Linked DNA regions of Aphis gossypii: region 2 is linked to region 1. A link is a contact called in public Hi-C data. All regions are on one chromosome and are shown on one strand. The core of a region is the stretch at or near the end of the contact, and the rest is flanking DNA. Distances in the headings are between cores, read along the strand shown.

Evidence for each region. A called contact is a pair of places that touch in the nucleus more often than the background predicts.
Region 2: a contact with region 1 is called in a Hi-C map of whole body, with 4 times the contacts expected there. The contact joins the promoter of LOC114130695 here to the promoter of LOC114130679 in region 1. A contact is called at or near these places in 2 of 2 Hi-C or Micro-C datasets (both in whole body).

Annotation. Positions count from the first base shown.
Region 1 is chr2:23,692,258-23,697,344 of ASM2018417v2, forward strand. LOC114130679 (5-oxoprolinase) reads right to left here and starts at 2,414. Exons shown (of 23, transcript XM_027995701.2): 1 at 2,309-2,414; 2 at 515-696; 3 at 261-452; 4 at 1-189. The coding sequence starts at 676. LOC114130680 reads left to right here and starts at 2,496. Exons shown (of 4, transcript XM_027995704.2): 1 at 2,496-2,661; 2 at 3,364-3,515; 3 at 3,690-3,881; 4 at 3,962-4,812. The coding sequence starts at 3,376. The coding sequence ends at 4,220. LOC114130698 (UBX domain-containing protein 6) reads right to left here. Exons shown (of 7, transcript XM_027995727.2): 7 at 4,772-5,087. The coding sequence ends at 4,977.
Region 2 is chr2:23,983,304-23,988,390 of ASM2018417v2, forward strand. It overlaps LOC114130695 (maternal protein exuperantia), which reads right to left and starts at 2,762. Exons shown (of 6, transcript XM_027995721.2): 1 at 2,391-2,762; 2 at 705-981; 3 at 82-233; 4 at 1-14. The coding sequence starts at 977. LOC114130697 (40S ribosomal protein SA) reads right to left here. Exons shown (of 7, transcript XM_027995725.2): 4 at 5,072-5,087; 5 at 4,852-4,980; 6 at 4,559-4,780; 7 at 4,349-4,491. The coding sequence ends at 4,405.

The DNA.
Region 1 (5,087 bases), core at 1,164-3,663:
TAAGTCATTTTTTAGTGCAGTTTCATCAATTTGTTTTAAAATTAGAATATCTTCACCAGTCACACCTTGGACAATTGGCTTATCATCCCAAATTGGAGTTAGCTGATCACATTTTTCACACTTTAAATTAATTACTCTACAATCTATTTCCATAACTTCTTCATATAACACATCTGGTGTTACAATTTCCTAAGATACATTATTTATTTATATTAGGTATAAGACAGAATTATGATTTATCATTGTTCTAAAATTCTTACTAAATCAAATATTTTTGGACGAGCTTGATTGCCAATGTGTAATAAATCTTTGAAACCACGAGTTATCAACAAAGCCATACGTTCACCTTTTCGTTCTAGAAGAGCATTTGTTGCAACAGTTGTACCCATTCGAATCCATTCTATGTAACTACTATCAATAGGCTCACTTTGTGGCATACTTTTTCCAGTTTCCTAGAAAAATGAAAATATTTTTTTAAGATAATCTGTTTTTTTATGCTGTAAAAGATTTTTACTGTTTCTAATATTCTTCTTATGCCTTCACGAGGGGCATCTGAATAATTTATTGGATCAACTGATAAAAGTTTCATAACATGAACTTTTCCATTTGGACATTTAGCATAAATGTCTGTAAAAGTACCACCTCGATCAATTGAAAATTTAAATTTTCCTCCCATGATACTTGTATTTAAATTACCTAAAATAAAATTGAGATATATTATTTACAAGTGATATCACTTTTTGATAAAAAATGTGACATTTTAAGTAATAATTAGGTAATGTGAAAAAAATTTGTAAAATCATAATTTTTCAATTAAATATCTTATGTTGTCATATATTTTGTTTATAAGCTTAAATATTTATGATACACAATATATTAAATTTTCAGGTCTTAGCTATAAAAATTATACATTTTATAAATTTTTAACTACAAAATAATTCTGATTTTTGTAATTGTTAAGAATTTTGTCAAAAATAACTTCGAATCATTAAAAACAACTATGTAATTTAAATATTTTTAATATGCATAATAACAACTTGTGAAAAGCCTTTAAATAAATTGTTAAGCTTTTTGATCTAGTGTTTTCTTTTCGAAATTTAAAAAAAAAAATCAAAATCAATAATATTAAATTTCTATAAATAGTTCAAAATATTCAAAATATTTTGAAAATTATACCTAGTAAAAAAAATGATAATTGGTTAAACATGTAAATATCAACAGATATTCGTTCTAAAGAGTTACAAACAACTTTCAAAATTTGGTTAGGTTTTTGTTTTTCTAGATTTTAATATTTTATTTTGTTTTATTAAATTATTTAAATATTTTGAAACGTATTGGGATTTGGGAATACATATTCAAAATACTCTCATACACAATTGGCTACTAGATACCACCCTCAAGCTTTCAGTTAATATAAAAACACTTATTTAGTAAACAGTTTCAAAACTCTGTTGACACAGAAAATAACACATCATTATAAAATCAATAAATTCATCGTTCCGCTCAGTCAAAAACATGCAAAATAGGATTATTAGGATTGTCTGATGGTAAGTATTTAAGTCATACGTAAATAATGATTAGGAAAAGGGTGTGGTTGAAACTCCAAAAGTTTTTTAAGTTATTAGTTGATAAGACTTACTGGTGGTTGAGTTTAAACCAAAAAATTAAAATTAAATAATAATAATTACTTATTATGTTAAATACCTATAAAAAAACGTCTCAAATTTGAGGAAAATTAATCAAATAGTATTATGATAAATAATTTATAATTAAAATAACCGTAAAAACATGAAATGTCGGTAATACAAGATGTCGAGATTATAATAATGTATAGAAAATATGCGTTTCTACACTAAATAACTGAGACACTATGACTGAAGTTATTAGTTACTAAATTTCTTCTACTTTGAACTCTTCATACTTTATAGTCTTATCTTCGCGGGTCATAAGTATTTTGATCAGTGTTGCTACGATTTATAAAATTAATTAAGGTACAATCAGGATTTAAGATATATTTCAATAAATAAAATAAATCTCGCATATCCATATTACCATGGCTAAATTTAGCCATTATAATATATTATTTTATTTATTTTTTTTAAATTATAGCTATAAATCTATGACGAAATGGTTATTTTATATTTCATCATATATACAATACGAGGATTAATGACAAACCAGTACTATTAAGTATTATTGTATAATTTACGATTTAAGATATCTTTAGGTATCTATATTATACTTTTGTTAAACTCGAAGAGTTATGTAAATTGTAAAAACTTTAGGACATAACATAACAATACATTACCACTGGACTGTCTGGACTTTACTATTTTAGAGTTAAGACGTCTTAAACTATTATATTTAATCTATAATTTCTTGTCAATTAATAACGATAACAAGAAGTCAACAAGTATTGATAATAATTCTACAGAATATTCTGTGATAATTCCGTTAAAACATCGCGTATGGCGTATGTTCGTTTCGTGATAAGGATTCGAATTTCGAACGGTTTTTGTCTTTGTCGTTAATAATTGTTGTCTAAAATTTGTGTATTTGCTGTTTCTGAAGTTACGAGCTTTGAGTTACGACCAAAAATTAATAGTTGTAGCTGTGTATTAACCGACGTAACGTTTTTTACCTGGAGTTCTGGCAATAGAAGTAAGTAATAAAAACTATTGAAACGAGTTCATAATCTGTTAATATTTCGAAAAAATTGAATGCTTAGTTTTTTAGAACTTCGTTTGTTTTCATTGTTTAATACGCATGATTTTTACTTTGAACTTAAAACGAACTATAAATAAATCGAAGTCTCATACGAATGTGACACAGTAGCGGATCCAGAAGTTACCCAAGGGGGGGGGGTGGATTTTCATAAGTGAAACATTGGCTTTCAGTGAGTTCCAGCCCAATATTATAACTTATAATATAAAAAATAAAAAATACAGCCCAAGGAGGGGTTAGGTTAGCCCCCATCGCCCCCCCTCGTATCTGCCACTGATGTGACAAATGTAGTTGGTTTCTAACCATAAGTAAGAAAAAGCTTAATTCCTAACCATGGCTTAAAGTAGTAGGTATCTAAAGCTGTCTAAATGGTCCTGACCATTTAGGTCGGACCAACATTGGATTTTTGAGCTGTGTAACTATATGTTTAAACATTTCTATGAATGTCTTTGTTCAACATCAATTTAATTTTAACCTACCTTTAACTAGAAAGCCACATGATATTTTATTTATCCTTCAAAACTGTTTCATTATACTTTTGTGTGTATGTCACAATTATTACTATCAATATCAATAATTACACATCTGCATACGATACTATTATTATTGTGATTTATATATTATCATAATTTTTTATAGCCAGATATTAAAATGGATAATAAAGCTGTACACCAACCAATGGTGACCGATGAACCACAAAATGAAGTTCAAAACTCAAACATTCACCCATTGTCTGATCATATGAATATAAGTGTAGCGTTTAAGGAAATAGTCTCCAAGGATCCACCCAGGTATACAAAATTTATCGAAGCTGTCAATAAGACATTTGAAGAAATTAGTGATTGTGTTGGGTAAATTAAATATAATTTTTATAAATTAATATTATACTGACATTATAATTATTTATTCAGATAGGTTAGGTTACCTATGTACACTATTAAACATTTTAATATTAATTTTTGTAGTCCAGAAGAATTTAAGAACATAATGGGTGATATATCGTTTTTAAAAAGTAAAAGGAATGTGACAAATTTGTTGACTACATTAAAAACTCAGATCAATAGCCTGATGAGCAAGCATTTTGAACAAATTATTGAGGAAGAAAATCTATCTGAACTATTTACTAAAAAAAATTCATTAAATGAGGAAGAAGCAAAGTATATTATTTTATGTCTTATTACATGCTTATTATTAAGTTTACATTTAATACATTTCATGAGAAATTGTTAATTTTTAGAAAATATTACATAGATAACGATTCTATGGAAATAATAGAATTAGAAGAGTCTTTGCATCAACTTGAACTACAAATTATGGGTTTGGAAGAAACTAATGAAGTATTGTTCAATCAAGGAAAGTTTAATAAACAGCGGTTTGATCAACTATCAGAGAGGATAACAATGTTAATAGACGAATGTCAGACTAAATACACTGATTGTATACAACAGACAGACTTAATACGAGAAGATTTCACCAACATATTGAAGGATCCTTGAATATTGTATAGTATACACCTATTTTTAATTTATGATGTCACACTAGCGTTTAAGAAATATCAAATTTTCAACTGACAACTTTCATTGTGTTCAATTGTATTTATCATCTAATTATTTAATTATAATGATCAATGGTTAATATTCTAAATATTGCTAGTATACATTTTAGTTTAATAATAACTGTAAGGTAATTAGCTGTTATTTTTATTTTTATGTTTTTCACAGCCGTACAACAATTATAATATTAAGTTGAAAAAATATGAAAACTTTCATAAATTGTTAATTTATTTTACTATAATAATACATAATATTATAATAATATATTTTAATAATTTCTGAGTAATCTTTGAAAATAAATTTTAACATACATGTACATAATACTTAATTTCCAAACAACAATTTAATACAATTTGAAAATTAGAAATATAATATTTAATGTTTACTTTATCAAAAGGTTCAAAAATCAATAATAATGTCTATGCAGTGTGTTTAAGGATATGTGATTGGTAGAGATTAAGCACTAGAAAATAGAAATTAACAGAAAAATAATGTTACATTTTAAGTAATACATAACTTTTTTATTTATCACAAATTATGAAATAAATTATATTTTATTAACAAGGTCAAAAAGAAACTAATTAAATATATCCATTGATTGTACCCAAGTATAGTAAGTAAAAAATAAATAAAATTGGTTATTGTAATTTATCACAATTGATTTGAAAATAAAATGTATTTAATTAATATTTATGCAGTTTACTGCACCAATGCCATGAGCTCATCTTTTAAATAAGGATGTTCCTCATTGTTTTCAGGCGGATCATTAGTAAAGAGTAAAACAGTGGTAGGCACCAAGTTCAATTCACT
Region 2 (5,087 bases), core at 1,512-4,011, 290 kb after region 1:
CTAATAAATTATAGCTGTAATAACAAAATAAAACAATATATTACTAAAATAAACATAAAAAAATACATTTAGTTTTCTTACGCAAGAAGAGACTTAATTAGAAGACAAGTGTTGAATTTGCTAACTTCATGACAAACTAAAATGGCCATTTTTTTACCATTGTCTTTCAACATTTGTTCTAACCATTCTATAAATTCAGCTAAAGCAGATATTTCACTTTTTGATTTTAATGTCTAAGAAAAAAAACCCATTAAATAAATATCATTAAACATTTAAAATAAATGAAAAGAATTATTATTAATAAAGAAATAGGATATCATTTATATCTGAAATTTATTCAAGTGGTAATTTTTATTATTATAAACATTAGAGGAATCTTTTAGCATTATTATTAATTCCGTAAGATTATCCCAAGTATAATACTAAAATAATCATGTTTTGTATCCGTGAAATTATATTATTGAACAAATGTCCATCACACCCAAATTAAAGTACATATATAGGTATATTAAATACATATTAGATGAAATTTAATTTTTATGATTAAACCTAAATATTTAAATTTAATTAATATAGTATAAAATAATTTGAATATTGAAAAAAGTTATATGACACTTTATAATTGATTAACTACAAAATACATAAAAACATAATAAAGTATAAATATATAAGTAAAATACGCTTATAATTGTTAAATATCTTACTTTATTATTTTTGATATCTTTTAATGCACGGAAACGTCCCATTGTTATAGTACACAAAAGATGACGTCTTCTTGCAACTTGATCAATGTCATTATGTGGCATTATATATTGATTAAATGTTGAGTTTGGTGTGTGACCAGCAATATGACAGATTTCGTCCAATAAACGACGTCCAGTAGTATCTATATCCCAGCCAACAACCATGTAGTCAGACAAATTGTCCAACGTCACGGTGTTGTTACTGGCATCTACAATTTCGGTGTTTTGAACCATTTTACTAATAAATTTAATATTACAATTAATAAGCATTATAATTTATAAATAATCCTAAAAATAAATGTACATATAAATTTAAAAACTTTCTGAAAATTGGTAATTTTATTGATATATTTGCAATTTAAATTACTTTAACACTATTTCTAATTAGGGTATGTGCACAACTAATATAAACTACCTAGCATTAAATTCCTAATATTGTTGAGAATATAATAAAAATTATTAAAATATTAAATTTATATTGATTATGAAAAAAATAAAAACCCATTTATGTAACACACACGATTTTTAAATAGTTTTGATACATATTAACATATTATGTATGTTGTTTACCTATTTAATTGATTATTTGTGCAAGGTAAGTATACACAATTTTAGTATTATAAATTAAAAATCTATCCACTGTTCCCACACATGCCTATCGAATTATCTTAAAATGCAATAAAATCACAAAAATGTGGATCCACCGTAACACCGAGAAAAACCTCTAAGACTCGATATAAAAAAAAGTATTAATAGATTAATCGTTTTCATATCGACACCGATACTATTGACTATAACATCTAAACTCCAAAGTTTATTCTTAACGACCATTTAGAGGATCGTAAAATAGTGTCTGCGGACTCGGAAAGCGGTTTTATCGAGATAGCAGACAGGTTAATAGCGACAAATCAAGATAACGCTATGAATATCACACGATAATATCTAATTATGATTATTTATCGCGTAACATACAGAAATATTCGAATAACTATAGAATGAACTGTAAAATGGTGTAATAACCCCGTATAAAACGAGAACGGCGGACGAAAATACAATACGCACGATCCCGTTTGCCGGCGACGCAATAACGAGTTTCCGCCGAGTGACCGCAATGAAAGTTCCGAGGACGACGAGAAACGGAACGTCGTTACAAACCAAATATTATTATTGCATAATGATTAATATAGGGAAATCCAAAAATGCCTCAGGCGATGGCTATATCCAAAAGAAATGTGACGTAATCACTAATTAAAAAAGTCTGACAGACGCACTTGAGTTCGAGATAAAAAGACTCGGGTACAACAAAAAAAAAATGAAAAAATAAAAAGCATATTTTATATAAACTTTTTGTACTTTTTTTGCCATCCAACTTTCGTTTAGCGCGCGTCCTTGCGCAATCGACTGCACTGGTGCGCGTATCGCACATTCGCACATGTCGTGCGGTCACGGCCTAACCCTTTCGAAAAATACGAAATCAAAAAAAAAAAAAAAAAACCAGTAGACAACAAACGTAGAAGCGTTCAACTACTTTTACATACTATATACTATACCAATATAATACTCGGTACTTAATGTGACAAAAAAAAAATAATATTTTATTAAAGCATTAATCTCTAAAGTAATATTAAAATTCATTATTGAACGTACCTGATCTGGCTAGTTATGATTTGCAATTATAATACGATGTATAGCGGTGTTGAAAAACGTAGACTTCTATACGATATTACACGTGCGAAACTGCAGCAGCTCTCTGTCGACGGTGGATAAAAAAACGTGTGTGGCGTGTGTGCACGGTGCAGGACGGGTCGGCCTCTGAATTGGATCCGGTAACTCACTGACGGTCGCTGAGACGTGTGCGCGTGCGCTCATCCGGCGAAGTATCAAAATAATAATAATAACGTAATAGGTATAGTTGTGAAATAACGACGTCAAAGCGTGACTGCGGGTGTGTGTGTGGTGGGGACAATTTTATTGTAGGAGTCGGAACGACAAGTTTGAAGTTTTCAGTTTTTTCGGGGACTGTTCAGACTGTCGGGGCATGGAGGGAGACTGTGGCGTTGAATTCAAATGCGACAATTTAATAGAAAAAGCTACCTAATAGATAATATTACTTTATTAGGCATTGTGGAGTCAAATTTTATTTTCATTATAATAAATCATAGACCTATTATTATAGGTCTATGAATAAAATAAAAATATTAAATTTCTTATCAAAAATCAAATCGAGGTATTCAAACGGTTGTACCCGCGGATGAGCAGCTGCGATCTCGACTATCTCGATCCATTGCAAGTCTCTCCCAGAAAACCCCATTACCACATTAATATTTTATTTCCTGTACCTACAGCAACTAAAAACAGTAATAACCGATAATACCCAGTCTCTCAGTGTGACGTACACTTTTACTTTTTAATAATACGACGTAATTAATAACCAAACGTCTTAGCACGTTTATTTAAATTATAATCTGACCTATTATGATTTTTGTAGACCTTTCTAAAATTTAGATCGTATAATAATTATCGATGACTATTGTGCGACGTATGCCGATCATAGTAATTACTAATTTATTGATACCCAGTTAGCCTATCCCACGTACATCCTGTAATTTTTGTCGCGACTCGTGACTTATCAATATTACATCCACATGGCCACATGCGTTTAGCCGGGTCCACGTCGTCTCCTGCGTCTCAGGCGGGGAACCAATGGCAACGGCGTCGCTACATCCCGGTGTTGCCAATCCAAAAGCTCCCTACAGCAGTACGGCACTGCGACATCACTCTATAACTCGAAATTTTCGTACATAGATAACTCTTCATTATCTATGGTTACGTACGCACATTGCAATCTCATAAACATAATAAAACAAGATTACTGAATTTTAAAGATTTAACCACGGTTCACAACAATAATGCCATGAAGGCACGAAGTACTAATAATAAATGATCAATGTGCCCAATAATAATCCCCAGTTAGTTTTATCCCTACTAAATAAAAATTATCCCTTTAAAATTTAACACCAATTAATTCATTTTTGTAGATTTATCATAGAATTTATTCTAATAATGTATTACATCAATCAACAAAATTGCTAGCAGCGAAAGGCAACAGAAATAAAATCTACCTAAACATACCTTTGATAACTAACAAAAATTAATCCATTTTTTGCTTTTTAAATTCAATAATAAACAACTGACAATTTAAATAATAACATATAAGTATTAAAATATACCATTAATGATATTAGAAACCAAGATCTCGACATCTTAATGGTAGAAATATACTGAAATACCTTACATTAATTTAAAAATAAAATATATTATATTATATTTAAGATAATTCAAAATTAAATTATTTATTTTGGTACAATCAGAGCAATATAATACATTATTATTCAAACATGTTATATTTGAATATTAAATAAGCTCAATAACTTACTAATATATTTTTGTTGATAGAGGATTATCCTATTTTAACACTTCAGTAAAATTAATTTTTATAAATTACAATACTTACTTCATAAAAATACATCATGTTTAACTCTTTGAAGAGTAAAACAAAAAAAGGAAATAGAGGCACCTGATGATAAAATAAGAATGATAAATAATTCAAATTTCAAAAAGAAGTTTTTATTCTTTAAGAAAAAAAAAGTTTTACATGTTGTTAGACGTTAGACCAGTTAGGTGCAGAACCACCTCCCCAGTTAGTATTGGCTGCACCAGTAGCTGGCGCAGCATTCCATTCTTCAGCCTAAAAATAAAACAAATTATAACAAAATACATAAATAATGGTGTTAAATATAACAAATAATACAAACCGCCCAGTCAAGTGCAGGAGCAGCAGCAACTGGAGCCACTGCCAATGGTGGCACAGGAGTTCCATCTTCAGCCCAATTTTGTGGAGCAGTAGCTGCTAAAGCACCCTCATTCCAATCAGCAGCTGTATTAGATAACGAATAAGCTTCTTCTACACCAACAACTGGCTTAACAGCTGAAGCTGCAGGCAATGCTTCTTTGGCAGCAGCTTCTTCTTTTTCAACCTAAAAATCATTAAATACGCATTTAGTATCTAAAAGTAGAATAAGAATAAAAAAACAAAACAAAAACTTACATCTTCAGGATCTCTGTAAAAGAACAAGTCAACAACAACATCCCATTTACCATCACGAGGAATAGTTCCCCTAAGACGAAGAACTTCACGGGCCAAGAACCACCACATAAGTCCAATAGAATGAGGAGACTATAATAAACAGTAAATAATAATTTATAGTAAAATAAATAAAATTTAAATACATTATTATTTTTAAAACAATTAAATAAGTATAAATTACCTTATTATTACACGGA